2 separate regions of the Zea mays genome follow, and region 1 is linked to region 2. The links are chromatin contacts, called in public Hi-C maps. All regions are on one chromosome and are shown on one strand. The core of a region is the stretch at or near the end of the contact, and the rest is flanking DNA. Distances in the headings are between cores, read along the strand shown.

Evidence for each region. Hi-C and Micro-C count contacts between places; a contact is called where the count stands out from the background.
Region 1: a Hi-C map of ear shows a contact between it and region 2, with 2.3 times the contacts expected there. The contact joins the promoter of LOC100277622 here to the promoter of LOC542009 in region 2. A contact is called at or near these places in 2 of 25 Hi-C or Micro-C datasets (bundle sheath and ear).

Annotation. Positions count from the first base shown.
Region 1 is chr1:103,207,800-103,213,622 of Zm-B73-REFERENCE-NAM-5.0, reverse strand. It overlaps LOC100277622, which reads left to right and starts at 2,806. Exons shown (of 3, transcript NM_001151134.2): 1 at 2,806-2,996; 2 at 3,093-3,203; 3 at 3,377-3,711. The coding sequence starts at 2,906. The coding sequence ends at 3,450. LOC100276847 (NADH dehydrogenase [ubiquinone] 1 beta subcomplex subunit 10-A) reads right to left here and starts at 2,696. Exons shown (of 2, transcript NM_001416002.1): 1 at 2,328-2,696; 2 at 612-870. The coding sequence starts at 2,613. The coding sequence ends at 740.
Region 2 is chr1:102,376,151-102,382,137 of Zm-B73-REFERENCE-NAM-5.0, reverse strand. LOC542009 (OCL4 protein) reads left to right here and starts at 4,551. Exons shown (of 11, transcript NM_001350876.1): 1 at 4,551-4,822; 2 at 5,029-5,317; 3 at 5,417-5,706; 4 at 5,840-5,987. The coding sequence starts at 5,141.

The DNA.
Region 1 (5,823 bases), core at 1,557-4,056, 830 kb before region 2:
TAAACGTGCAAAACACTGTTTTACACTGTAGACAGCTCTGTTTATAGAGTGGAGTTTGAAATAGGTAGTAGGATAGAGGGTGGGATATGGAGACTGCTAGAGATGGCCGTAAGCCCGTAACAACACTGCTGCCACCTTCACATGTATCCAGTTCATAATTCAAGTCATGTAATATGACGACAGCACAAACCATTTGCTGGAGGACATGAGGATTCATGCCCAACAAGAGAAAATCCTTCCAAATACTTAAATGGAAATCGTTGCCAGTTTAGCATTCAATCTATTATATTCTATTCTCTACTTCCGGTTAACCCCTCCCAAGTGACTACTGGCCCCAAAGTGATTGCAATGAATTACCAGCATCACAAATGGCTTTGTAAAGCAACTCCAATAGGAGCCTTAAACATAGAAACAAATTAAAATATAGGGCCTAAACAAAAAAGGAGAGCTCCAACAGGAGCCCCATTTCAATAAAATTTGTCTAAACGTTTTGGGGCCCAACTTGAAGGGTAGGATATTTGAGACACAGAGAAGCGTGGCCCTATACCGTTTGCGCTCTTCTCAACCTCCACGAATATTTCAGGCTTCTTCTCCGCCGCCAACATCTGCTCCCGATCCGCCACCACTCGACAGTCCCGTTCCCATCTCGTACTCGTTCCCATATGTGCCGTCGAAGGCCCCGATCCCTCTCCATCCCTCCGCCTCCTCTGGTCCGTCTTCTTGCTCCTTTCCTGATCTGCTACGTGGCATCATTCAGAGAGGGAAAGCCAGGGGCTGCCAGGCCAGGGGATCCTACACTGGTGAGCGCGGGAGCTCCTTGAACTGGATGAGTCTCGGTCTCGGGTCCAAGACATGGTAGCTGATACCTCCCTAGAAACATGAAGACAAAAACATGTATTCTCCACTGTCATAAAATTCCCTCTCACACATGTACGATGTTTGCAATACTAGTAAGGAAAATAGCAGTAGTAGAACTGCTTTCATATTGCACTACCAAGATAAAAATCTATGGAACATCACTTCCCTAAAAATCTATACAAAGTATTTTATATGTTTGCAATTCAATAGGTTTGCAAAAACTGAAACTCTGCTGTTCACTGAGTAGGTTTGCAATGTGAATTGGTTAAAGCCCATGCTGAGCATAATTCTATCATTGGTTAAAGCCTAGTGCTTAATATTCTGAAACTCTGAATCTGTGAGCAATTCATTTGTTATGCAATTGTTTAGCTCATACAATTATTCAGTTCATTGGACTTCATATACAATTATTCAGTTCATTTGACTTCATTCATTTGTTATGCAGCACAATGTCACCTGGTTACTTAACAATACATTTGCGCTCTCAGCCTACTTTTTGTCGTGCCACCTGATCTCCTGCTCTCGTACCAACAATCATAATGGTCTGCTTCTTGATTAGTTATAGATTCTTCAAAATCCTGGTCTTCAATAGGATGCTGCTGCTGCTTTGGTGTGCCTGATCTCTGCACCTCTTTGAAAAAAGACAGTACAATTCTATCTGTGTTGGACTCGACAGAGATGGAATATTGGTGGCAAGTTGCACAGTGATGAAAAAGACATCAGCCTATATGCTTCTATGAAGCATTGAACAGGCCACTGTACACATATGTGATGAGGGGGGAAAAAGGAGATCGCAAAGGATGCAGCCAATGTTACAACAATAGTAACCTGCATCAAATCAGTAATACAGTTGCAAGCACACTCCGATGAGGAGAGCAATGTGGTAGGTCATAATGCATCATCGGTCGTCTAGGTCTGCAGCATCAGCCATCTCTCTCAAGGTTCCTGCACGATCCAGACATTCCCTGTCGGCTCTTGGTCTCCAGTATATTGAGGCTAGTTCAGGACAGGAAAAGGAAAAGAACAAGCCGGGCATGGGAGTAGCGACGACGGGCGACGGATGGCGTCAAATGACCGAAATCCTGCAGCAGTTGCAACCTACACACGGTTTAAGGCTCACTGTTTGGAGTCTATCCTTCAATTTGGGCCTAAACAAATTGACTTGAGTAGCAGTAGCTAAATCAAAATATAAGGCCCAATTATAGAACTCATGATTGGAGTTGTTCTAATGCATTTCGGTTTCCACCACTCAGACTGATTACCACACAACATACATAGAAAGGAAAGAATGTGCTTAGTTTCAGCAGGCCTCACCCCTCCAATCCAGGAACAGCAGCACGAGAAGCCGAGGCAGCAGCTACTCCGCCTCGATGATCTTCTTGGGCTCTGCGAACCAGAGAAGAAGCAGCCATATAGACCTATCGATCATGCCGATCAAAGGGTAAGACGAGGCATGAAGGGATTCGGACCGTGTAACTCGGGCGGTCGGGCATCTTTGCCCCAACCCACGCCGCGTGTAGCCTCTAGGTACTGGTCCACGAGGTGGCGGCACTTCTGGTGGTGGTTGATCCCCTCGATGCGGTAGCACCAGCGGAGGCGCTCCCGGATGATCTTGGCGGTCTCGATCTGGATCCACTTCTCCCGCACCAGGTGTTCCCGGTACTCCAGCATAGCCACCGGGTCCGCATATGGGTTCTTCGGGTCGAAGTTATCCGGTGGCTGCTCATCGAACTCAACCTTTGCCTTGCGCACCATCTTCTCCGATCGCGGCCGGCGGCCGCACGGTCTTCCGATTGGGTGGGGGTGGGGGTGGGGGTGTGGGATTGGTGTGGTCCGCTCGGTCGGATGGGAGACGGAGCTGATGGGTCGATGAGTTAATTATGCGAACCAGGCCTGTGGGCTGTTAGTCGGCCCAACAGAATGAAGCGTAGGTGGGCCAAGAGACAAGCTTCTGTCGCCGACTCACTGTTTCCCGAAGTCTGCACTCTGCAGGCGGAAACGCCAGTTCAGCCACGTGGAGAGGGCAGATCCGAGAAGAGCCGGCGCGATGAGCTCGCCGGCGAGGTCGACCATCTCGGCCGCCGAAGACGTCGCTGATTCCATCGACGCGCTCTACCGCAAGGACGAGGCCCTGGCTGGTGATACGCCCCTCTATCTCTCTCTCCCTTTTGCAAGCGGTGCCAGGTGAATGCCTCAGAGAGTCAGAGTGACTGACCGATTGGTTGGCCTTGCAGAACTCAAGTCTGAGGTGATGGAGGCGCTGCAGAGGGAGGTGAGGTCTCTCGACGAAGACAACTGGATGTTCGCCGCACCGCGGTCCCGCATCAACCTCGTCTCCAGGCCTGGTAAGAAGGGGAACACAAAAATAGCAACAGATGGTTTTCTGATCAGTTTTTTTTAAATCTGTCTATATGGCCTGAGTTTAATGCTTCTGTTCCTGATGAATGAGCTGTGTACATTCCTTATACGATTGCGACCGATTTTATTTGTACCCCATTGGGGGGCATGTGTTTATCAGGTGCTTACCTGCCCAAGCAAAACGGGAAGCTCTCAGAGTTGGGGCAAGCATCCAAGAAAACAAGGAACTTCTAGGGTGTACATGCTTGTGCTTGCAAGAAGCCTGGTCCATGACTCCATGATGGTAGTGAAGGCTGTAGCATCAAGGATGATTTGTTCATGTTTCAAATCAATCTGGTTGCTTCCTGCTAATTCAATTTCAGACACATGTAAGGATTTTTCAAGTGATTGTGACTTCAATGTCATGGTATTGTTTATGACTTGTGCCTTTCCTATCTTCTACAAACTCAACCTGCCTAGTTTTTCTTACATTCATGATCCATCCTTTTCTTTCTGAACAGATATGCATGATTGCCACTTTAGTTGGAGACAGCAAATACATCGATAATTATTGAACAAAGTTATGTTGTCTTTAGTTCTTATGATCACTGGTATTAGAATACCTTTAATTCGGTTGTAAGTTGAAAAGCTTGCAAATTAAAATTCATATCTTAACATAAAAATGTTAGAACATAGATATGTTCTTTTTCTGAGCTGTCTTTTTGTATGGCACTGTCCCATGCCTCATATTAAACTGTATTATTTAGTGATCTTAATTACTTACTCTTAGCCTACCGTCTGTAACCGGAAGGTCCCGGATTCGGGCCCCAGCCTCTGCATGTTATGCGGGTAAGGCTTGGTACTTAAAGATACCTTTTCCTAGGCCCTACACAGTGCGGGAAGCCTACGGCACTGGGTACGCCTTTTAATGACTTACTCTTCCATTGTACGTACCTTAACAACGACAAGTGTTCATATATACAAGAATTTCGTTACCAAAATCTTCTGTTAGCCATTTTGAACTTTACAATGAATTATGAATGTGAAGTGTCTTAAGGTTTTGGTAGTGCTTTGTACATTGTTTCTCAAAATTGTTTTGCTTTATCGGCAAATCTTATATGTTCTGCAGTGAAATCATGGCACTTGACTAATAGATCAGCCTGTATGATAATCCTGGTGTTTCCTATTATTTTTCTTTTCTTTTGTCAAATGTAAATGCACACTGCCATACACGAATGCATATGAACAATGGGAAAGCTGTGAAGATGATGTGAATGGTGTAACAGTAGTCAGTAGGGTCTGCGATTCAGCTTTCTTATAGAGGCCATGCTGGCTTTGCACCAGTTATTTCTTCCAGAGAAGTGTTCCCTGTCAGTTTAACACTGAAGAATGATGCTTCGACTTGTGCTTGAATTTGACTTCATGTGTGCATTTTCCATCATGGGGAGAGTAGTGGTGAAAGTAGTTGAAAAGTTAGCAGCCATACCACCTTTTTTTGTGTAATGTAGTAGTCACACATTTGAGGCATTGACTGATGACATAAATTTGTTTGAAGTAATTACACATTCACACATATAATTGCAGTCGAATGTTTCTGTGGTCTACTGGTTGCTCTTGTTTGACTACCCATATGACAATGTCTTTAGTCAGATATTATGGTTACCTTTTGGGTTTGGCATGCATACAGTGCCAAATTGGTGCTTTGACTTTGCATTAGAATGTGCAGGTTCTATATCTATTATGTTACATGCTCTTTATCGCCGAGCAGTTGGTAACACTAAACAAGAAGCAAACAAAACAAAACAAAGCAATACTTTAAAGGCTAGGGAGTCGTACATTAGTCTCCTTAATCATTTAGAAATACCTTGGTGGTGCTGAGGATCCATCTTGTCTCACTGTAGTATTGTAATGGACCATGCATCAAGAATTCAAGATGTGAGACTTTTTTCTATCATGCTAGGTGTCGGTGGATAATTTTAGAATGATGATTGACAGTGAGAATAATACGAATAGATTGTTTTGTGCTTTTCTGCAGTCACAGGCTCACAGCACAGTTACTTCATGTGTGCGCGTGCCTGTCGTCCACGTTACCTACTCCCTCATGTTTCCTACTAGTTTGATGTCCGTGCGTTGCTACGGTTTCTATATATCATATAACAAAGAATTTACAATTGGTTACATGTTCTCAACCTACAACATTTAACCAATCATCATAGCTTTGATTTGAAATGTACAGCACAGTTGAACCCAACAGATCTAAGAAAGAATTGAGTTACATATACAAATTTCTCGATGTTTTGTTTACATGTCAAGTATTGCAAGATGAAAAGATTATCACTATGTACCACCGATTTTAAACTCTGGCAAGTTGGGTCATTTCTTCAGAGTGTAAACATTGGTCTTGTCAAAGACTTTCATCTTCCCGACAAACACTATTTGTAACATTGTTTTTGCTTTGGTAGCGACAACTTTGATGAACTCAATACCAAATATGCAACTGTTATTGACAAGAAATCCAGAGGGGTGTTTGTTTAGCATTTCAGGGGTAACATGCATGAGATGCCAGAGCTCGTACTTGCAATCTGGAAGTTCTAGTTAACTGCATAAGCAAAAAAAATATAAGGATAT
Region 2 (5,987 bases), core at 3,302-5,801:
GGAGAAGCAGTCGAGGAGGGACATGACCTCGCATCCGGCCGCGCTATCGACTATTTTGTCGATCCGTGGCAACGGGAAATTGTCCTTTGGGCAGGCCTTCGTCAAAGTGCCGAGTCCAGCGAAGGGTGTCCCTGCCCGTTTTGTCTCTGTCAGACCAGCGACTGCAGCGAAGGCCTCGAGCGAAGGGTGGCGTCTTTGCCTTCGCCCCAACAACCGCCTCCTCATGCCTCCCGTTCTGCGCGTAGCCCGACACCATCGCGGTCCACGACACCACGCTCCGGTCGGGCATTCCCGCGAACAGACGCTCCGTGTCGCCCACGCGCCCGCCTCGCGCGTACGCCGACAACATCGCGTTGCGCGCGGCCGCGGCCCCATCAGGCAGCTCGTCGAGCACCCTGCGGGACTCCGCCAGCAGCCCTGCCCTGGCGTAGGAGGAGACGAGCGCGGACGAAGGAGGAGAGAGGCTGGCGGCTAGGTTGAGTGTGACGGCGCAAGGCAGCTAGGGTTGAGGGGTGTTGATGTTTTAATAAGTGGAACACACTGACGTACCTCTATAGCGACCCACCATCAGTCACACACTTAACTCTATAGCGACCGACCATAAGTCGTTAAATTTCTAGACTTTTAGCGACCCACAGACCGTCGCTATAAACGCATTTAGCGACCAACTGTCGGTCCATAACTTTTAGCGACCAACCGTCGGTCCCAAATAAGGGTCGCTAAAGATCAACCGTCGTGTAGTGCAAGAAGCACCTAGTAGTCTTCCACAAAGGTCAAGCCCACTAGAAGCTCCAAGAGTAATGAATCCACAAAGAACTCGATGTAGTACGAAAGCTCAAATCAAGAAGAACAAGAAGGATTTGGAGATGAAGCACAAAAATCGCAGCTCTTCAATCTCACTCAAAGATTTCTCTCCAAATATTTGAAATGGGAGAGGCAAAAGGTGTGTGAGAGAGAGTGGGAGGTGTTTCTTAGGTTAGGAATGAAGTTTGAGTCGTGCTCTCCTATGGGGGAGAGAGGTAGGAGTGAGTATATATAGGTGGGGCTCCAAAACTAGCCGTTTTTGACTTCCTGCTCAAAAACCGGCTGAACCGGTTTCTAGCAGACTGAATTCCAGTTCAGTGACCGGCTGAGCTGGTGGGTGGACCAGAGTCAAAACCGGCTGAGCTGGTCCAAAAACCGGCTGAGCTGGTTTTTGAATACCAGCTGAACCAACTTGAAAACCGGCATTTTCTAGAGAGCAATTTTGGCCAAGATAGACTTAAAAAGGTTGTACTACATACTTTCACTAAGGATTAACAAGGGTAATATAGAAGTTTTGGATCAAAGATTTTGAGCTTTAGTACCAACACCAACCTTCTTTTTGGATCCCCTTGATAGTATGACGATTCCTATACTCAAGTTAAATAAAATATAATTAAGTAAACTCCTTGAGTCATTGGTGTCTCATGTGTGATTTCTCCATGCCGTTGCTTCGTAAGGATCACAAACATCTTTGTCTCACCTTTTGAAGCAAACACAAATCAAACCCTATGACTTATACCATTTCACCATATATGAGTTCAAATCATGGCTTCAAGTTACCTTACTGATGCATCAACATATTGTAACTCTTCATAGCTGATTAGTTCATCGACTTAGTGCAAGTACTCTCTTCTTCACCTTAGCCATAGTACCTCGGTCCACAAGCTGTCGCTTGGCCTTCACCTTCTCTTAGTTTCTCGAAGCCCTTTTCTTGCTATCTTCACCCTATCAAGCCATTCTTGAGTCACATCATATTGAGCATCCATTTAGAGAATCATTTCTTCGATATTGTGAACCTTGCTTGAATTTCATCTAGATATAAATGCTAAGATCAATCAAGCTCTAGTTTGATTCTCATAGAAGCATATATGGACTAATATATAGTAATATGGTCAAGCCAATCCACGATTCCTCATATCTTATTCACTTTGGCTTGACGAATCCTCTAATCACTTCAACCTCTATTATGATCATATTTATGCATAGTGATTTCTCAGGTCTAGTCCATATATTCAAACCAATATAGAGACCGTACTATATCCATTTGCATTGTCTCATTGGTTATTTGACCTTGTGTTGAATCTTTGTTCACTGATCATTATATACTATTCAAGTATGTCCATCATACCGAATTTCCTGTTCAACGCTTAACAAACTTGTTAGACCTTTAAATGTGTTGTTAATCTTGGTATGGCGCATCGTCTCACTCGTTCGTCATACGACCCTCTGTAGTTAGTCCGTCGCTAACATCTCTATAGTAGTGCGTGGGGGGTCCCTTGGGTCAGTCCCATGGAGCGGTAGTACATGGCACGGTTTTGCCTATCGTCACGGGCCTACGTCACCCCTTGCGTGCGTAGCCATACACCCCGGTATGGTGTACCTGTTGTGTTCTTTCGGGTATGCGGGTAACTATAGAGACTCTGGAATTGAGGCCCCTCCTTGTGGATCCGCTTGGCGGGCACTTGGTCATTCACCCCACCTCACGGACTCGCTCGACAGGGGTTTGGTCATTCGCCCCGCCTCGCAAACTTACTCGGCAGGGGCTTGGTCGTTCAACCCGCCTCACAGACTGGCTCGACTGGGTCCTGGTCGTTTGCCCCACCTCGCGGACTCGCTCAACAGGGGTTTGGTCGTTCACCCCGCCTCACAGACTTGCTTGGCGGGGACTTGGTCATTCGCCTCGCCTTGTAGACTGGCTCGACGGGGGCCTGGTCGTTCGCCCCGCCTTGCAGCGACATGGGGCGTGGTCGTTCATCCCGCCTCGCAGACTGGATCGACGGGGACCTAGTCGTTCGCCCCGCCTCGCAGACTCGCTTGGCGAGGACTTGGTCGGTAGATAGGCCAGAGAGAGGTTTATAGGCCTGGCCTTGGGTACCACGTTCCTGGGTACCCGATAGAGCCTTTAGAGCATATTCAACAATGTGACTAATAAAAGTTCCCTATAATTTAAAAATGAGTATATTTTATGGAATTTAGAACACCAACAAAACATCCCGCTCTAACAGTAAAGTCTCAAATCTAGATTATAGGGTAGCCCATTACGGTGTAGTATATTTGAGGCACTTGAGATGATGCCCTATAATTTGTTGACCAAAGTTTGTAAAATGAGGCATTGTTGGAGTATTTTTTTCTGCGTAGAGCCACATATTTCAATTTGAGGCACCAGTTTGAGGCATTGTTGGAGATGCTCTTACAAGTGTGAAAAGTATGGATTTTAGGGCTTGTTTGGTTTTTAGGGACTAATTTTTAGTCCATCTATTTTAGTCTATAAAAAATTCGTTTTTCGTATTTGACAATTTAGATACTAAAATAGAATAAATTGAGGCTACAAAACCAAATACTACCTTCTTAGCACTCTTGAGCTGCTAGTATACACTTTTTGAAAAAGGCATGCAATACTGGTCGATATCAGCGGTGATCTCGGTTGGTGCGTAGTGAAAGCAGGGAATAGAAGAGAAGATTTGGTGTGATCTCGTGCATTGGTTGCTTAGCAGCCGACTAGGCTACTAGGCTAGGCAGCAGCAGTACGGCACCCTCGTCCTCCCCTGGTGCAATTACTGTGCAAAATCTGCGTGGCACACGTACGCACGAGGCACGCTCCCGCCTTCGTTTCCTCCTCTGGTGGCACGCAACACATGCATGCACGCACGGCATGGACGATGCGTACTCGTACTACTCGGTGCCGGGTCCGGTTCCGGGGCCGGGTGGGGCGGGCCGGCGGGGGCCGGGCACGGACAGGCCTAGCGTTGCACCACAGCTAGCCTGGCGCAGACCACTCTCATCATCTCACATGCATGTCCGCCGCCTTGCTGTAACGCGGTTTCGCCACGCGGCGGGCCCGATATCGCGCGCCGGCCAGATCGGACGGACGGGCCCATCCTAGGATGGCGCCACGGCGGGAATGAAAGGAAGGCGCGCATGCCTCAGGCAGGGATCGGAGAAGACCGGCAGACGACAGGCCGGAGTGAGCTGTTGACTTCTGTTGACGCCTTCGTCAGACTCTGGTCAAGCACGCGACAGCGACACAAACGCAACGCAAGCGAAACGGCGCGGGGGATCGGAGCCGGTCGCCGGTGACGGGCACGCGGCGGTGCTCGCGCCCGGGTTTCACTGGCGCAGGCCCGCCCGTTACTGTGCCGCGCAGTTATTGCGCGCAACGCATGCATTTACTACCGCCTGTCGTTCACCTTCACCCCCGCGCGCGCTGTAATCTGGCCCCCTAATTACCGCATTTATTTGTACCGCCCGCCCACGATACGTTCTGGGCTTTTCCGGCTCTGCGCAGCCTCTACGGGTGCGTGAGTATGACACGCGGGCCCCGCGCGCGTCTCCTGGCTGCGCAGCGCAGGGCGTCCACGCGCTGGAGGGGAAGAGCACCGTCGCTGCCACGTGGGCTCCGTGACGGTCCAGCGCGCGTGGGTCCGTGAAGTCAGCCGAGCGCGTCGCAGCCGCAGGTCGAGTCACGCGGAAGGAAAGCCAGAATAACAAGTCAAAGCGGAGGCGTCACATCACACAGACACAGTGGACAACAAGTAACAGCGCCGGCTGGCCGTGTCCGTCGCTGCTGCTGCTGCTGTGAGGAAGACGAGAGCACAGGGCAAACGGAGGAGAAGGAGAAGGAGAAGGCGGCCGACCTCTTCTCCGTCTTCAACCTTGCGCCGCGTCCAGCGCGTAGGTGAGGAGCCGAGTTTAGTAGAGTACTCTACTAAACAAACAAGCAAAGCAAGGCCGACGAATCGAGGGAGAGGGAGGAAGCAGGCCAGCACGGGGTACGCCGAGGCACAGAACAACCGACAGGGTATTTACTCCCCCCGCCCTTGTCTCGCCCCCATTTCTCGCCCTTTCACTTCCATCGCTCCCCTCCTCCTCTCCGATTCTCTCCGCTTCCTCCAAACTTTTCCCTTTCCTACACCTCTCGCTAAATCCTCTTCCTCTCATCCTGTACTCGCCCTGCCATGCTTCGCCGTGGATTTTAACCGCTTGCTTCTATTCGGAGGAACACAGTCATCAGGCGAGCCAGCCAGGGACGGGAGTAAGAGAGAAGGGGTTCTTCCATTTATTTTTTTCCTCTCGGTTGATCTGCCGCGCCGGCCGGTCGAGGAAGGGAGGAAGAAGTATGTTTGGGGACTGCCAGGTCCTATCCTCGATGGCCGCGGTGGCCGGGGCCTCCTCGTCGGCGGACACGCTCTTCATCCCCAACCCAGGCGCCCTCGCCGGGTTCATGTCCTCCTCCTCCGCCGCCGCCGCCATGCCATTCCACCATTTCTCCACCACCGCCGCCTCCCTCGTACCAGTAAGTAGAGCACTCCGTCGCCTTAACGCTAGCTTTTGTAGCGCGGGGTTTTGAGTCTCAAATGGTATGGCCCGCCCGTGTGCCTGTGTATATATGCAGAAGGAGGAGGGCGGCATCATGGGTGCGCTCCAGGTGGCCAAGGACGAGGACATGGATCAGCTGGAGATGGAGATGGAGCTCAGCGGCGGCTCCGGGAGCGGCCACCTGGACGGCCTGCTCAGCTTCGCCGACGTGGACGACGACCGGCCGGAGCAGAAGCCGCAGCACAGCGGCCTCGAGCTCCAGACGACGGCGGATGCCGCCGGACAGCAGCAGCAGCTGGCCACCGCCAACGGCAAGAAGAAACGGTACCACCGCCACACGGCACACCAGATCCAGCAGATGGAAGCGTAAGACACACACATATATACGCTTGCCTTTTCATATATAATAATAATCTTCTTCTCCGATATATTATAATCTCTTACGGATGCATGCATGGCAATGGCAATGGCCGGCATTGCACGGACGACATACGCACAGGCTGTTCAAGGAGTGCCCGCACCCGGACGACAAGCAGCGGCTGAAGCTGAGCCAGGAGCTGGGGCTCAAACCCCGCCAGGTCAAGTTCTGGTTCCAGAACCGGCGCACCCAGATGAAGGCGCAGCAGGACCGCGCCGACAACGTCCTC